Regions from separate parts of the Mus musculus genome. Here region 2 is linked to region 1. Evidence: chromatin contacts called from public promoter capture Hi-C data. All regions are on one chromosome and are shown on one strand. Each heading gives the region's core, a stretch centred on a gene start, on an enhancer-like site or on the middle of the called end of the contact. The rest is flanking DNA. Distances are from core to core; before and after follow the strand shown. Region 1 overlaps Ccdc113 (coiled-coil domain containing 113). Region 2 holds the start of Mmp15 (matrix metallopeptidase 15).

Evidence for each region. Promoter capture Hi-C pulls out the DNA fragments that hold promoters and counts their contacts.
Region 2: a contact with region 1 is called in a promoter capture Hi-C map of embryonic stem cells, with 21 read pairs. The contact joins the promoter of Mmp15 here to the enhancer-like site in region 1. A contact is called at or near these places in 7 of 39 promoter capture datasets (the 3T3-L1 cell line, cranial neural crest, embryonic stem cells and 1 more), 14 of 484 Hi-C or Micro-C datasets (the AML12 cell line, the CH12 cell line, the N1E-115 cell line and 10 more), 6 of 115 datasets of contacts at active chromatin or transcription factors (embryonic midbrain, embryonic stem cells and forebrain) and 2 of 9 other capture datasets (embryonic stem cells and pancreatic islet).

What each region holds. Positions count from the first base shown.
Region 1 is chr8:95,548,839-95,551,361 of GRCm38.p6, forward strand. Ccdc113 (coiled-coil domain containing 113) reads left to right here. Exons shown (of 9, transcript NM_172914.2): 7 at 2,359-2,466. Among named protein-coding and RNA genes, the nearest start is that of Ccdc113, 16 kb to the left of the region's middle. Within about 2 kb of position 1,268, at least 31 of the 459 cell types and tissues checked have an H3K27ac peak or open chromatin away from gene starts, as enhancers often do. A contact at or near this core is called in brain and cortical neurons, where this site is marked.
Region 2 is chr8:95,351,036-95,353,558 of GRCm38.p6, forward strand. Mmp15 (matrix metallopeptidase 15) reads left to right here and starts at 1,261. Exons shown (of 10, transcript NM_008609.4): 1 at 1,261-1,983. The coding sequence starts at 1,834.

The sequences.
Region 1 (2,523 bases), core at 18-2,517:
ATGTAACTAGGTGACAAAGTTGGCCTTGAGATAAGGAAGTGTCCAGAAGGCCCCATTCATCCCACAAGCTCATCAAAAGATTTATTTATTTATTTATTTATTTATTTATTGCAAAAAACCAAGTCATAGATATGAAGTTTAAGTGAAATTTGGGGGCCAGAAGTCCTCCATCACTGCTTTGAAGAAAGAGGGGGCTACATGGAAGAGGTCCTAGGTGATCTCTAGGAGTTGAATGAACTGCGGACAGTCAGGAAGAAACCCTTCAGCGCTATGACTTCAAGAAAATGCGTTCTGCCAACAGCCATTGTGCTTATGAGAGGCCCCTCAAGACCCAGACACGAGCCCTGGTCCTGGCCAGTTCCTAGGTTTCAGCCTGGTGGGCTCATGGGCAGAGAATTCAGCTGTGGTGTGTCCTGCGTTGTGTCCAGACTTCTGCCCTGATAAACGGAGACGAGGAGTGGCCTTCGCTTTAAGCACAGGATCTGAGGTGCTTTTGTTCCCTGGGAGGAAGAGCCGGGTCCGTCTTTTCTGTAGTGACCTCAAGTGGCTGGCCTTGAGTGCCTTTGCATCTCTTGGCCCAACAGAGCACTGTCCGTTCTGCCCTGCCTCTCACAACTGGGCAAATGTCTTCCCTGGCTCCTCTTCCCTCCTACCTGAATAGTCAGCCCTGCCAAAACAATGCCCTCACCCCTGCACCACACGCTGACTCTCCGCGGAAGGGAAGGAGAGCTGGAGAAGGGGTAGAAGCTGAGAAAGGGGTTGGGGAGCAGAGAAGGATAGAAAGAAGAGAGAAGAGAGAAAGCAGGAAAGAGGCTGGCCAGGGACATGTGGGAAGAGAGAGGGGGGGGGGGAGGACAGAGGGGGAGGGAGGGAAGGAGGGAAGGAGGGAGGGAGGGAGGGAGGGAAGGAGGGAAGGAGGGAGGGAGGGAGGGAGGGAGGGAGGGAGGGAGGAAGGAGGGAAGGAGGGAAGGAGGGAGGGAGGGAGGGAAGGAGGGAAGAAAGGGAGGGAAGGGAGGGAGGGAGGGGAGGGAAGGAGGGAGGGAGGGAGGGAGGGAGGGAGGGGAGGGAGGGAGGGAGGAAGGAAGGAAGGAAGGAAGGAAGGAAGGAAGGAAGGAAGGAAGGAAGAGGTCTTATAAGCCTGGCTCCTGGATTGAACCTGGCTGGCAGAGCCACGAGCTGTTGCTAGGTAACTGTTGGGCAGAGCCTAGAGGAATTGCTAACAAGGAGAGTCTGAAAGGACCAGGACTGAATGGTTCCTAAGAGCCTAAGGATCCCAGGCAGATGGCTCCAGTCAGGCTCCTCTGCATTCTCTAAATTTTGAGCGTCTGTGGCAATGCCCCTGCACCTTCCTCCTCCCATTGTGCTTTGTGATCTCCTCTTCCAGCTTGGTGCCCTCTCATCTTTTACAGAGTGAAGTGTGGTTTTTATCTTTCACTTCTGTTCTCAGTCTTGTTGCCGAACATACCCCAGCCCCGACACACACCAGCTTCAGCCTACTGTGTGCCCATGAGAATCTCCACCTTCCTTGGCATTGATTGGCTGTGAGTGAGCTTCCTGGAGCTGAATGCTTCACTAACCAGTGCCTGGTGTGTGTGTGTGTGTGTGTGTGTGTGTGTGTGTGCATGCGCGCTCGTGCGAGTGTCCAGTCCTCAGTCAGGCAGAATACATTCTAGCATTTCTGGAGACGTCCCTGCAGGAGAGGTGCCAGGGAGACAGTTCCAGAGGAGGCCCATCTAAGCAGCAGGGGCCTAGGGACACTGCAGTGCAAACAATGCAGCGGGCACCCACGAGGCAGCTCCTGCGGGATTCCCTGACGCCAGCCAGCCCTGCTCCTTTAGGCAGAGACAGTGTAGTGGAGCTCAGAGGGTGAGGAGTCACACTGCACTCATTCAAATCCCGGCTCCCCTACTTTTATGTGGGGAGAAGGGTCGGATCCTTCCGTGGGGGAGCTCCCCTCTTTTCTCTCTCTGCATCTTCCTGAGATAGGCATCACAACTATTGAGGGACCTGTACCTGCCAGGCACAGTGTTCTATTCTCTACCAGGATGTCTCCTCACAACCTGGCAATATCATATCAGAGCATACCAGTGTAAGAGAAGTTTGGCTACCTAAACATTCCTCTTAAAAAGCAGAGGGGGGCAAGATCTGAGTCCTGTTGCTGGACCACTCTGCATCTCCAGCACCGGCCAAGACCCCAAGGTCCTCTCCTTCCCTCCAGCCGGGTTCTCAGATACCTTTGGCAGTCCCAGGCTGATATGAATGAATCTGTAGGAACGGCTGGCCTTGCTTTTGCTCCCAGCTCCCCTCCCCACCGTTCTGAAAGCTCCCCTTAGCATGTGTCATGCCGGTGTGTTTCAGAACAAGCTTCATCGGGCAATGGAGATCTACGTCAATCTGGACAAGGAGATCTTGCTGAGAAACGAGCTACTTGGGAAAATTGAAAAAGAAACCATACAAGCAGAGGAGGTAAGAGGACACGGTGTGCCAGCCTCCTTCTGTCCACAAGGGTTACTGTCCACCAAG
Region 2 (2,523 bases), core at 11-2,510, 200 kb before region 1:
ATCCCCATCTCCTTTCCTCGAGCTGTTAGTAGGCCAGGCAATGGGTATGCTTTATTTTCCTTCAGCCGGTGAGTGGGTTCAAACCAGCCATAAGGTCCTTTGCCAGGTCTCCTGATTCTGAGAGGTGAGAGGGGTCGGAGGCATCCAGAGAGTCAACTCTAGGAAAGACCACCCTCAGGGAAGGTAAACACCATTTCTCTAGTCTGTGGGGAGGTGATAAAGTGTGCTGCCTTCTGCCCTGGTTCTCAAGTGGCATACCAATTCCCCCAGTTAAGGACACTAGGGCTGACCTGGGGTTGGACGAAGTTGCCGTGGCCCTTCGATCACCTTAGCGTCCACGCCGGAGTAAAAATTAAAATCCAGCCCCAGCTTCCCCAGAAGGTTTGCCCTTCCACCCGGAGTTCCGATGGGCCTCGCGGGCACAGAGACCAAATATAGTGGAATGGACTTTTCTTGGAAACGAAATGTGTGCACACTAGGAACCGGAACCCTCAGCCCAACACTGAAACTCAGAAAAAAATCTAGTCAGTTGCTCTTATCCACTGGGCAGGGAGTAAGGATGCAGACTCACACGCCTTGTAAGCGTGCGCTCTAGGTTGCATTCAGCACTAGAGGCGCCCCAGAGGCGCCCTAATCCCAGACTTCTCCACTGGGGAAATTTACTAAAGAGACTAAGACACTCTGCTCTGGGACTTGCGTGGGTGTGTAGGGTCTAACGAGCGCTACGGTGGCACAGGTTCTATCGGTTCACCAAGTAGGTCCTGGAGATCGAAGTTTTTCGCCGTACTTGACAAATTTGATAGTGGCCAGGGCCTTTACCTGCTGAGCCATCTTACTTGCTCCTCCAACTTCCCCCCACCCCCAGAGTTTTATTGCCATGTTTAAAAGCTTAAAGCAGTACTTCAGGTCCTTACCCAAGTCTTTTTCTGTCCCACTTTGATCTGAATGTCCTCTCGCCTCCCTCCAAGGGAGATCTCGCCTTCCTTGCGCCCTCCCTCAGCATAGGGTCGAGTCATGGGTCACTCCTGCTCCCCAGAGATAGGAGCTAAGCAGGCTAGGAGAGGTTTACTGCCATCAGGAAAAATGGAGTAGGGTCACCCACCTGCCGGGTCACCGCAGGCGGCACCTGCTACTGAGAAGCCTCGGGTTAGGTCCCGCCCCCAGCCTCCGCCTGGCTTTGCGCACAGGGAGCACACTGGCCCTTTAAGAACCGCGGCTCCCGCCGCGCACTGGGAGTAGGGCTGCGGAGCCAAACTCGCCGGGGACGCCGGGCGCTGGCTAGCTGGCTGGCGGGCTCGTCGCTCTGTCGGGCCGGTTCCCTGCGCCCCTCCCGGGACTGCCTGGGGATCCAGGCCCGATTGGGCGCGGCAGCTAGTGGAGTCGCCAGAGGGAAGCGCGCACTCTGGGCAGCGCGGAGGACCTTGGGCATGGACAGAGAGTGCAGGGCGCGCAGGGGGCGCCGCGGGACCGGGCGGCCGGAGCGCTGAGCCAGACAAAGGCTCTGGAGTTCTGCTTGCTCTCGGGGGCCGGGGCCAGGGCGCACCGCGCCGACGCTGCGAGACTCTGCGGCGTGCAGCTCGGCCGGTCCCCTTCTCCAGCGGGCGAGTCCCCGCGTGCCCCGACCTGCCCTGCCCGCTTCTCACCCGGTTTGGGAATTGGCAGAGGGGACCTGAGCTCCTCAGGCAGGCACCGGGAGCCGGAGGTCCGCCGCGCGCCCGCGGGGCCGGGAGCCAGGGAGCGTCGCAAGTTTCCCAGCCGCGTGCGAGGACGCGGTGCGGGCCAGCCAGCTAGCCCCGCGTGCAGCGCTCAGGACCGGGCTGACTGCCTAGGAGCATGGGCAGCGACCGGAGCGCACTCGGACGTCCAGGCTGCACTGGCAGCTGCCTCAGCAGCCGAGCTTCGCTGCTCCCGCTGCTACTGGTGCTTCTGGACTGTCTGGGCCATGGTACAGCGTCTAAAGACGCCGAAGTGTACGCCGCGGAGGTAAGAACCCGAGGGATGTAGTGCGAACCACACCCGCCGCAGCGGGGACCTGCAGGTGGGGGGAGACGCACCCGGCCTTAGGGGGTGAGGACCGATCTGGGCTGGAGAGCCTGATTGAAAAAGCGGGACTGGCAGGCTGCCACTCCCTGGTCAGAGCTCTGCTGCGCGCCTCTTCCCAAAGCCCTGGGAGCACAGAGCTCGCAGCTGCTGTGCACCCTGAAAGCCGCTCGGGGCACTGACCCGCCCTAGCTTGAGTCCCTGCAGCCGCTTCCGCAGCCCCTATCCCTCGCCTCCAGTCATTTAGCCCGCGCGATTCCTCGAGAGCCGGATCCGCGCAATGTGGGCTTTACGAGTGACGAGGGGTGGGGTGCTGCGGGTAGTGAGAGCTTAGGCGGAGCAAGAGCCCCGCAGCGCTCGCGCTTTGGCTGAAGCTCCTTTGGCTGACATCGTGCGTCGCCGGGCTAGCCAGGGTGGTTGGGGGATGGGTGTGAATCTCCCAGGCTAATGACGGATTGCAAAGGTGCTTTGGTGACTTCTTGG